Regions from separate parts of the Mus musculus genome. Here region 2 is linked to region 1. Evidence: chromatin contacts called from public HiChIP or PLAC-seq data. All regions are on one chromosome and are shown on one strand. Each heading gives the region's core, a stretch centred on a gene start, on an enhancer-like site or on the middle of the called end of the contact. The rest is flanking DNA. Distances are from core to core; before and after follow the strand shown.

What was found. HiChIP or PLAC-seq counts read pairs in DNA pulled down with a chosen protein or histone mark.
Region 2: a contact with region 1 is called in a BATF HiChIP or PLAC-seq map of CD8 T cells, with 7 read pairs. The contact joins two enhancer-like sites. A contact is called at or near these places in 1 of 484 Hi-C or Micro-C datasets (nephron progenitors) and 4 of 115 datasets of contacts at active chromatin or transcription factors (CD8 T cells, bone marrow-derived macrophages, microglia and 1 more).

The regions. Positions count from the first base shown.
Region 1 is chr10:118,812,032-118,818,420 of GRCm38.p6, forward strand. No RefSeq gene overlaps it. Among named protein-coding and RNA genes, the nearest start is that of Gm33481, 23 kb to the left of the region's middle. Within about 2 kb of position 4,715, at least 14 of the 459 cell types and tissues checked have an H3K27ac peak or open chromatin away from gene starts, as enhancers often do. A contact at or near this core is called in CD8 T cells, where this site is marked.
Region 2 is chr10:119,025,700-119,031,493 of GRCm38.p6, forward strand. It overlaps Gm33677 (predicted gene, 33677), which reads right to left. Exons shown (of 4, transcript NR_152787.1): 4 at 2,591-4,898. Among named protein-coding and RNA genes, the nearest start is that of Gm33624, 21 kb to the left of the region's middle. Within about 2 kb of position 3,027, at least 37 of the 459 cell types and tissues checked have an H3K27ac peak or open chromatin away from gene starts, as enhancers often do. A contact at or near this core is called in CD8 T cells, where this site is marked.

The sequences.
Region 1 (6,389 bases), core at 3,465-5,964:
GGAGAGAATCCTGTGTGCAGATGAAGAGAAAGCGCCACTACCAGAGAAATCAAAACCCTGAGCTGTTAAGATACGGAGTGTCAGGAAAGTTTCATCACAAATTGTGGAAGTGCTGGCTTCCTTCTCAGCCTCCACACTTGTCTGCTCAAGACTTGATAGACTGGTCAGCCAGCCGACTGCTCGTTCTGCCAAGAGCAGTCCAGTAGGATTCTTCCTTTTAATTTAATACACTTCTAAATAAAAATACGAATCTGTATTTCATATTTTTATAGTGTGGACTATTGTGATAGGATCCAACTCCTGTTCAGGAGAGAGAGAGGGGGGGGGGAGGGAGAGAGAGAGAGAGAGAGAGAGAGAAGAGAATCAAATGAAAAGCGGAATTCACCAGTTTGAAAGTAGTGAGGTTCCAAGGCAAGAGGCCTAGAGGCAGAGTCTGGGCAGGGGAGGACTACAGAGAGCAGCTCTTTCAGCTGGGCATCTGAGCATCCTGCGAGGTTGAGAAGCTGGGGCACAGATGCCAGAGAATTCCTAAAAATAGACACAGGGGCTGGAGCACACAGCTGGGACTCCCTTCAGGACTTTGCTTCATCGGGACTAGTGGCTAAAAAGAAACAGACTGGAAGCCTCTGGAAAAATTCAGAAGCTTTGGTTCCGGGGAGATGAAAATAGGCCTTTGGGGTGTGCCGAGATGAAGGGTCAGTGTGACATGCCATGCTCCCAAGAGAACGTGCATCTCGAGAGCATATATGTATATGCCATATGTACATATGTGTATACACATATACGTATATGCATATACATTTATATATGAATATATATATACATATATGTATATAGCTATACACACATATATATCAAACAAAAGCCCCACTAAGTATCCCAGTGCTCTTACAATGAGCAAGCTTAGCTGTCACCCTGAAATCACTGTCTATTCACTCTTCTGAGAATGAAGGGCTCTGCAGTGTGTGATTTAAGGCTCCCAGATTTAATTTACCTTTTCATGTTAGCTGATGGTACTTTTCAACAGCTAAGAATGTCTCCAGAATACAATATTAGTTTAATAATTAATAATAATAATAATGATAATAATAATAATAATAATAATAATAATAGGCAAGCAGAGGCAGCGTCACAGTTGGACTCAGCCACTTCCAAAAGGTGTGAACTCCCTAGACCCAGCACCAAGTGTGGATGCTAAGAGCTTGGATTGCCTGTCTTGTTCTTCTTCCATACTATAGATATGAGCAGTTGATAACCCAGGGTCTTCAATAAATAGCATTGATTTGTGGGCTGATGAGATATTTCAGCTAATGTTCTAACTTCCACACACTACCCTTTGTCCTCCACACATGTGTCATGCCTAAGAACAGCAACACACACACACATGCACATATACATTTTATATATATATATATATTTCCAGGATTTTTACTTACCCTCCCACAGATCTCTAAAGTCACAGAGTAGGCCTAGTAAGTGCCATTTCAATTAAAGTGTTTAGACATATGGATAATTGATAGAATTTCTAGGGTAAACACAATGTAGAAACTACTGATAAGTATTCTAGCACATTTTAGAAGTGCCATGTGATGGCCAGGTATGATGGTATACACACTTATTATGCCAGAACCAGAAGAGGCACCAAGAGTCCCATCTACATAGAGACTTCCAGGCCAGCAGGGGGGGGGGGGTGATTGCATGCACAAGTCTTGGTTCAAAACAACCCAACCAGGCTAGGGGTGGGGTCACACCTTACTGCCAGCACTCAGGAGTCAAGGCACGAAGATCTGTGTAAATTCAAGCCCAACATGGTCAGCAAGCTGAGTTGACCGTGGAATCCACCCATCAGGGCAACATACACATCCTGCATGTGTCCTCCAGGCACTCACAGGGCCTGTAATTTCCCTCATCTCCCCACTGCTTTCTGACACTTCTTACTAGAAGTTGCAGGAAATGTTAGATGAGCCTCAAAGCCTTTTAAGTCTAAAGTTTTCTATAGACCACAGTGACTTGCTTCTCATCCAACCTTCAAATTTTCTGTCACAAGACAGTCTTTCCCTATTCAAGTTTCACCATGATTTTTATTTCTGTTTATCACTGTGTCACAAAGGACCATATACTTAGAAGTTTCTGAAATCTGTTTATTAGTTCAAAGCCTTATAGGTCTGATGCCCAACATGGGCTGGGCATGGTGCATATGCCTTTAATCAGGAGACAGAGGCAGACAGACCTCTGAATTCAAGGCTACAAAATGAGATTAAGGACAGCCAGAGTGACACAAAGAAACCCTGTCTCTAGAAAGAAAGACAAACAACAACAAAGAAAAAGAAGAGGAAGAGAAGGAAGAGGAAGTAGAAGAAAGAAGAGGAAGCAGACGAAAGAAAGGAGGAGGAGGAGGGGAAGAAGAGGAGGAAGGGGAAGGGGAGAAGGAAGAGGAGGAGGAGGAAGAGGAAGAAGAAGAAGAAGAAGAAGAAGAAGAAGAAGAAGAAGAAGAAGAAGAAGAAGAAGAAGAAGAAGAAGAAGAAGAAGAAGAAGAAGAAGAAGAAGAAGAAGAAGTCCTTCAACATTATGTCACTTGGTTCTCAATTCAAAAGAAGAAAAACAAATTGCCAGTTGTCTTAGCTCAGGTTTTTATTGTTGTGAAGAGACACTATGACTAAGGCAAATTCTATAAAGACAAACATTTAATTTGGACTTACTTTATGTTTCAGAGGTTCAGTCCATTATCATTGTGGGAAGCATGGCAGCTTCCAGGCAGGCATGGTGCTGGAAGAGGAGCTGAGAGTTCTACATCTTGACTCACAAGCAGCAGAAGACTGTGTTCCACACTAGTCAGAGTTTGAGCATGTATGACCTCATTTCAATGCCCGTTCAAGCCACCACAGCAGCTGAGCCAATTTCTCTTCTGCAGGCTCCAAGATGGAACTTCCAACACCCTGCAAGTTCTTGGCAGAACTCAGTGCCTTACAGTTATGAGAGTCTCACTGCCTTGATGGCTGTTGACTTGGTCCTTCCTCTTGTTGACTTGGTCCTTCCTCTTGTTGACTTGGTCCTTCCTCTTGTTGACTTGGTCCTTCCTCTTGTTGAGTGTTCCCCTTCATCTCCAAGTCAGCTCCCCTGCACCCTTCAGATCTCTCTGGGATGTATCTCTAGCTAGAAGAGACATCTGTTAAAATGTCTCCTCTCATGAACTGAGGTCCAAAGGAAAATCTCCTATCTTCTGATTGGCTCTTAATCAAGCATCAAGTGTTGGTTTCTTGGGGTCTCCCTCAACCTAACCAGCTCTAGGAAACATAGTGTTTAACAACCTTGAATTCACTGCCTGCAGGAAAACGTTCCTAGGCAAAGATTTCCTAAGACACAGAAGCAAAACCCCAAAGGGCTAAAAAAATATTGATCAGTTGGGCTTCACTGATTTTAGAGCTTTAGATCTTCAGGGCCATTAACAGGAGCAAGCTAAGGTCTAGACTGGAAAACAAGATCATGAATGTATATATATGATGACTATATAGAGAATGCATTCAAATCAAAAAATTTTTAAAAGAAGACATCAACATGAAGATGAGCATATAGACACACACACACCCACAAGAGACCATACCTGAATAGAAAATAATCATATGAAAATGTGTCAGATTTATTTAGTCTTTGGGGAAATGGGTTAACAATCATAATGAAGAAGCTTCAATATGCCTTTCCAATGGGGAAAACAAGAGAAGCTAGAGGAATCAGAACTCCCATACCCAATAAAACTGAATAACCCATGCCCACAGCCCAAAGGTTCCACTCATAAGTTTGCCCCGAACAGAACTGCACTTAGGTAGCCAACAAATGGCAAGTGCATGGATGTTAAGTGAGGTACTAGTTGCAATATGCCCCCAAGAAACAACTCAAATATCCATTTATAGAATGTATATGAAAGTCACTGCATACTTCCATACAGTGGGTAGCATACAATGATAACATGGTCAAACTATCATTGCATACAAAACAAAATAACTCACAAGTAATGTTGAGTGAAGAGTGTCAGTCATAGAGGAACACACTAAAATCCTTTTGCTCAGCATATACATCTATAAACATACCAAAGTTATTGTGTGGGTTTAGAAGTACGAGTTCTTCTCACTCTGACTGGGATGAGATCATCAAAGGTATAAGGGACACAGACACACCTGGGGTCCTGATTATTAATCTGGGTAAGAATTCCATGCATGTGTTCATTTTGCGAAAATGAATTGAGCTTACGATTTGCATCCTTTCCACACTTGCTTCACATTTCAAGAAAAAGCTCACGTGGTAAGAGATTAAAAAAATCCATGTAGCTAATATCTTTCTTAGCCATAAGCGCAGAACCACATTGATTTGTTCTGTGCAACTTCAGCCGCCCCTAGACAGTGTCTTACACACACTGCTTCTTGTTCAACCGTTGATTAATGAATTTCAAGAGAGTTTTAAAAATCTGTTACTTGTCTTCCTTTGTGGGTTTCCTTGTACGGTGTTTTGCCAACGATTGTTAGCTGCTACAGGGCACTTGGTTCTGGGAGATTACCTTGTAGAGGGGAAAATGGAGACCAACATACTAAAAGACCTTCTATTCGTTTTCCATCACTGTGGCAAAATGCCTTAGAAACTTAAAGGAGGGAAGGGCTCTTTTGGCTCATGGTTCCTTGGGCATGAGTTTCTGGCCACAGGTCTGCTACTTCTGGGTCTGTGGTGACATACACACCCCCGGTTTTGTTACCATATCCTGCTCAACCACATAGGATGTGCAACCATGTGTTGAGCCCTCTGAAAGCATGATGCAAAATCCTCCCCTCATCCATTGCTTCTGCCTGGTCCTTTTCACCGTGAAGAGACAGTAACCAACATAGATAATCTGACGTGAAAATTCTAATACCCTAGTGGCTTACGATTGTCGTGCACAGTGGAAGGAATTCATAATCTTAGCCAGAGCTCATATAAAAGACATGCAATCCAGGAATTTTATTTACAAGCCATAAACTAGATTGAGTAGGTCTGGTTAGAGGTATGCTAACTTATTTTCTAGCTACAGAGTCCCTTGTTACTTGCTGTTTCGTCTGGCTACATACATGCATGTGATCCATCTCCTCTCACGGTGGCCTCCTCCACCTCCATCTTCTTTCCTTTTCTTCTCCCTCCCTCTGCCACCTGCCTCACTGGATCTTCAACTCCCGCCTTTCTTCCTCCACTGCCCAATCACAGGCTCCAGCCTTTAATTGATCAGTTAAATTGGGAGCAAGGTTCACATAGCATCGCTTACTTGGTGTGCAGTTAATTTGGGAGCAAGGTTCACATAGCATCGCTTACTTGGTGTGCAGTTAAATTGGGAGCAAGGTTCACATAGCATCGCTTACTTGGTGTGCATCCCTGAGGATCTCCTTGTCAGAGGGCAACCAAATCTTGGGGGCTGATATTTAGCATTACAATCCATAGCAACAGACCAGCCCTCAACAGTGGACCGTTTATCTCTCTGTGGAGGTAAACGATGTGAGATAGATTCTTGTCTAGACTCAGACTTTCCTAAGTTGTCAAAACTTCATTCATATTTAACCACATTTGTTCTGTTGTTGTCCATGTTTTGTTTTGGTTTTTGGTGTGTGTGTGTGTATGTGGTATATGAGTGTATGTGTGTGCACACACATGCATGCACACATGCATGCATTGGTGTTGGTACATGCATCCTTGCATGATCATCTAGAAGACAGCAGTCACATCGGTGTCTTCCTCAATTACTCTCCACCTTACTTTGGGGGACAGGCTCTGTCACTAAGCCTGGCACTCACCAAGTGGCCAGACTGACTGACCAGTGAGCTCCCAGGATTCTCCTTTTCTTCCTCCCCGTTGTATGTGGGTAACGAGTCTCCCAACTCAGGTCGTCCGGCTTGCTCAGGAGGACCTCCATGCTACATCTCCAGCCCTTGAGCCTGTGACGTTGAAAGCATTGATCTTTGTTGAATCTGCTCACAGCAGAACGTAGATGTTTAGTCACAGTCTTCGAACTCTTGTGCACTGCCAGAATCCCTCAGATTTTCATGACAACCAATGGGGTTTCCTCTCAAATGATGTTACTAATAGGGAAGCTGGGGCCAAGGGAAGTTTTATAATTAGAATGGGGAATTCGGCGGCCGTCTTTCAATGTCTACATATGAGTGTAATCATACCATCTCCTGACCTCAGCCCTTAATACACACTTGGAAAATATTTACGGAAGAAATATAAATGTACCATTCAATCATTGGTCCCTTCTCCCTGGGGTCAGGAGAGGAACGCAGCCATCTGAGCTGATGAGAAGCTGCCGTGAGCCAGGAGAAAAGAAAGAGGAGCTCTCTGCCAGCTTTCTGGTTTAGACAGGACCTCAGGTAGATCTT
Region 2 (5,794 bases), core at 1,777-4,276, 210 kb after region 1:
CTACTTTGTTTTGCTTATAGGTATATATATGCATACTATATGTATGGCTGGTGCCCAAGGAAGGCAGAAGAGAGTATCAGGTCCCCTGAAACTGGAGTAATAGAGGCGTATGAGTCACCATTTAGGTGCCGAGAATCTAACCTGGTTCCTCTGCAAGAGCAATGAGAGACAGACACTATTCTTAAACAGGGCAGTTGCCAGCACCACAGACTTCCACATGCTCTCCCATGTGTGCCCGTCCCACCTCCCCCTCTGGAATGCCTGTGTGTAGAGTTCATTCTTTGGTTTAGAGAACGTCGGAGAATATTGTTTCTAGAGCACCCCACCACCACCATTGTACAGTACTTACGTAACAGAAGGGGACATTGATGCTCTGGACCAGGAACAGAACCTTAAAGGCAGGTAGATTTGGAATAAATAAGCCTTAGAGAAAACTATTCAGAAAAATGTCCCATCTCCATGGTGTTGGCAGAGGGTCACACAGTGTGGGTGAGGGAGGAAGAGAACAGAGAAAAACCCTTAACAAAAGCCCCACGTCTCCTTCGGAACGCAGATCTCTATGCAAATGTCCAAAAGCGCACCCATGCGCACTTCCATAAATGACCACTGCCTGCCCTGTTTCAGCCAGTCCTCAGATACAGGGAGATGAAGTCAGGCCTCCCAAGAACTGTCACCGTGGAGTCCCTTCTCTCTGCCAGACCTTCCCACAGCCCCAGATGGTCTAGTTTCTCCTTCCCTGTCGCTTCCTGAGGGTGTGGGAGAAAGAAACGAATTAGAAGAGAAGCAACTAGCAAAAGAATTTTCCAGGACTAGCCCAGCAGGGCAGGTGCCAAACAGACCCAGGGTGGTGCGTGGCAGAAATGGCTTGGTGCCTGTGCTTCCTTGGTGCCCAACTTCTCCTGGTAGTGTCACCAAACTGCAGCTTACCACAGTCTCTGATTCTCCTGGAGAGTCTGTCTACAAAACACTGCATGGGAACAAATGATCCATCAGACCCTCCTGGGTGACACAGGGGATTGTGCTAATGGTAGCATTTCCAGGAAAGAACTTCACACGGGGGCAAATCCATGCTTTACCGGTCATTCACTAATTTGTTTATTAAATATCAATTGAGAAACTGTAACATGGCAGTTCTCAACCATGCTGATGCTGTGACCCCTTGATACAGTTCCTCATGTCGTGGTGATTCCCAACCATAAAATTATTTTTGTTGCTACCTCTTACCTATAATTTTACTGCTGTTGTGAGTCGTAATGTAGATATCAGATATGTAGGATACCTGATACGCAATCCCCAAAGGGGTCACAACCCACAGGTTGTAATGTGCCTGAGGCTTTTCTTGGTAGTGTGGGTAGGGTACCAGACTGCTAGCTCCTGGTGAGAATGATGAGCAATAAACAAATCAATAACCATAGAATTAGTGACTGAGAGAGAACAGGGGGGAGGCAGAAGAAAAAGGGTCGGAGGAGGAGTGGGGAGGAAAAGGAAAGATAAATCTCATTAAAGGTAGGGAGAGAGTAGGAGGCACTGACAGGAAGAAGTGAATATCAAGCCAAAGCTCAAGGAAGAGGAAGGAGGAGGAGGAACCGTCTTCAGTATGGTGAGGCTAAGCCCACCCACATGGCTGGTGGAGAGAGTCAGAGAGATGCCAGAGAGTCAGAGGGAGCAGCAGTCAACAAGACTGTATCTATGTCCTTTCTTTAGGATGCTGGCAAGCCACAGAAGGGTTTTGCATGGCAGTGTGAGCTGAGGTGTGGGCTGTACTTTAGAAAATGCTTGAGGCAAAAGCAAAGGAAGAAAACAAGAGAAGCAGGACCAGTTAGTGCAGGCAGCAGAGGGTGGCCAGGCCCCAGGAGATGGTCACAGGAGTGTGGAGGAGGCAGAGGACTTGAGATATATTTGGAATTCAGAGCCCTTCCTCTCACTTCGCAGCTGTACAGTGGACACTCTGGGGGCTGTGCTCTTTGTGCGCTCGTGTCTGGGTTCTGCCTCACAGCGGTGATGGACAGCTCCCAGGGGCTGCAGCCCTCTCCTGGGTTTCTCCCATCTGGAAGATGTCTTCTTGTCCACAGATAAGCATGGTCTGGAGTGCCAGCTGGAGGAATCTGTTTCAGGAGGAACGACCAACAGTGGGGCACTGGTGTTGGAGGGACATGTGTCCCAGGGCCCTGTCATGGAGATAAGGGTTCTAAAACTATTCTAGATACAGTCCCTGGCATTGCTTACTGTTTGTCCTTCTCAATGGACATTTAAATTTACTATCTGACTTCCACTACCACAAAAGTCTCAGACACGTCATAGTGTTTCCCTCTCCCCGCACCCTCCCTGACTTGGCCTAATCGATTGCTTACCTCTCTATTGTGAGGAAACTGTCTTTCTCCCATGGCTGGTAAAGGAAATGCCAGAATCTTCATATAACAGTCTCTTCTTTTCTGTCATGAATTGGTCGATTTATAACAAGGAACAAGCTTTCCCCTCAGCTCCTCTCAAACAGTCATTACCCAACTGCACTTGGAAGATTAGCCTGGCTTATGGAAAGTCAACTGGAGAATAATTGTACAGTAAAAGGAAGACACTTAGAGATCTCTTTCGGGAAAGCAATCAAGGTTTAATCTCAAACTACATAGATGGCTCCGTAATGGACCAGAATAGATGCCAATGGTTTCATAGACGGTAAATAGACAAGGATATGTCTGGGTGATAATTCAACAAAAGGGTCCACGCTTAAGTGAATTTGGCGAGAATCCCCTAAAGTGCTGCTGGATCCTGTATGTTCTTTGTTAGAAGTGACTATAGATTAAAGAGATGTGAGACAAGTGTAAGGCAGAAGACTTCTTTAAGTCAAAATAGACATTTTAGTAACTGGGCTTTGAATACATCCTCCCTCCTCTGACATCATCTAACATTTGACAGCTGTGAATAAATATGACATAAGCCAATGGAAATGCTTAATAATATAGGAACCGAAAGAATACAGGGGAAGCTGAGGCATCCTAGCTTCAGCTCCTCTGACAGTCCAGCCCCCATCCTGTCCCCCTTCTTCCTGACACCCTGCACCTACAGTATCTCACAGCCCAGGCAGGCTTGTTACTGACACCCTAGGGGCTATCCAGGCAGGGTTTAACCCTGGGTTGTGAGGTTGCATCTCTGTGCACCTGGGTAAACTTCAGTATGAATGGCTATGGGATGGGAGTGATTCACCCTAACAGGGTTATTCCAGGGTTAAGTGGGCTAACAAAAGCAGAAGTAGGGCCACCACTCAGGAAAACACCATTTGTCTATTATCTCTACCTCGCCAAAGAAGCATCAGACAGCTAGAGGCCAAGAAAGAAAAAGAAGAGGGTGGGGCATGACACCCGGGGAAGGGTGTCCTGGAGTAACTAAACCTTTGCTGTCTGAATAAGGCTGCTGGTCAAGCAGTGTACCCAATGGGCTGGCCAGCTGGCCTCAGTTTGGAAGGGCAGGAGCTAATAACTCTACCTGTTAATACACTGGGAGTACCGCCCCTGCCTCAGCAGTTCAACCACTGCGAGTCACAAGGCACACATCTCTGCTGATCTTTAACAAATCAGTGTAACAACTCACATCAAAGGCCAAGAAACTGTTAATATTCTGTCTCCATCTGGGCAATTTATTCCAACACACACACAAAAGAAATTTGCCAGAGACACACTGACATTCCCAGAAACGGTACCACTGAAGATAAGAAGCCAGCAAGTAGCAGCCAGCGGCATGGGGATGGAAAAATCAGCAACCCCCTCCCCCCATTTTCTTTGAGAAGGTGATAAACTATTGGATTATAAATATGAATGCTGGAAACCTCTAAAAACGAGTGCTTGTGGTTAAAAAGAAACCCTCATTGGAAGGGTTGTAAATTTGATATGTAAGTTACAGATGGTTTGGAACAACAGAACATGCCAGAACATGGTGGAACTATTCATTTAATTTTTAAAGTGTTAGGATATATTTACTATATATTATTCTAAAAATTAAAAGAGGTTTGAACTTGAGAAGCAAAGCATCTCTCTCAAAGCCTCAGGTTCAGAGACACCGGGTAGCACAGAAAACTACCCCAAAGACTTATCTCTTTCTTACAAGTACTATCAGCCCGCCTGGAGTTTATGTGCAGATTATACACCATCTCCCCGCATAGAAACACACGCTTCCAATAACGTAAACGTTTCCTGTGTACTGAGATCTGTTCAAAACCTTCACAGCCAGCACTGGAGGCCAGTTATCTTAGCAGTCTTGCCAAGGGGCTGCAGCTATGGACCAAGATATTGATTATTTTAAACATCATGTTGGCAAGAGTCAAAACCCTGGCCATTGAGTGAAATGTGATCTGCGTAAAAGGCAGTTTGGCAAAATGCAAACTAGCACTCTCTCCTTCTGACATCAGCAAGCCATCGGCTTTCTAAGCATTTTCTTCATGCCCAAAACTATATTTAGATTAAAGCAAGAAAGATATCACACCCAAGATCCCAAAAAGAAAAGTTTGAGATATGAGTCTCAGATATGGAAGAAAGAAGCTTTTCCAAACCATGTGTCCTGTCCCCTCACTGAGACAGCGACACTGGATCCCTAGCAAAGGCGTGAGATACTTCTCCATAGATGGTGCAGCATGGTCCACAGGCACCAGAGCCAGAATCCTGGGCCACCACAGCGACTGCTCTTGGTAGCTGTATTATGCCCACTTGTGTGGAAGAACCCAGGATGGATCCTAGGCACCCCATAAGAGCAATGTGTCTTTCCAAGAAGACTGGTAACACGAGAGAACATTCCAGAGCACAGAAGATATCTTCTGTACAGGTTAGTCTTCTCCTTCAGCTCCATGTGCTCAGGGCCTGACTTTGGATCAATCCCCTGGAGATATTTGAGCAGTCAGACCATTCTGTGCACTGAAGAGAAACAAAGAAAGTAGTTTCTGTTCTAGATGAGAGGCGAGAAAGATCTTCCTTCTGTCCATCAGTTTTACATCTGCTCAACTATGGGACCCACCCTCCTAGGACCAGTGGTTCTCAACCTGTGGGTCACAACCCCTTTGGGAGTCAGATGGAACCTTTCACAGAGGTCACATATCAGATAACCTGCCTATCAGATATTTACATTATGACTCACAAGAGTAGCAAAATCACAGTTATGAAGTGATGACAGAATACTTTCGTGGTTTGGGGGGGGGGGTGTCAGCACAACATGAGGAACTGTATTAAAGGGTCACAGCAGCAGGGAGGTTGAGAACCAACTGCTCTAGAAGGTAAGTCAAACCAGGTTGCAATTGAGGCAAACAGCTACCCAGTGGTTCAAAGTCAATGCAGAGTGTCATAGATCTCAAATGGCGGTTTCATAACTCCTGCTGGAGTGTCAGAGACAATGGCCTCCACTGAACCAGAAGGGGTGGTTTATGGTTTTTTTCTCGGAGGACTTGAAAGTTCACACCTGGCAAAGCCCTGCAAGGCTCAGGACAAGGTGGTGTCATCCTGGGGAGTGGCTGTCTTCTCTAGCTACCAGCAACTCAGGATCATCTACATGACCCTTTTCCCTGCTAACCTCTAGTTTGCCATGCCGAGTCTCCTGATGGCACAGGCCGCCCTAACAGGAAGAGCCCCCCCCCCCGACCAGCCAAACCTGACCAGGTCCCCAACCATGGAGTAAATGGCTTATGTCACTAAATAATGTGACAGGTCCTTGCATAGCAAGCCTAGAGCATGAGTCCCAAACCTGGGTGGGGGTTGGGGGATGGAGGAAGAAGGGCTTAGTACTTGAAACACACCTACTTAAGTTTTGGGGGGTGGCT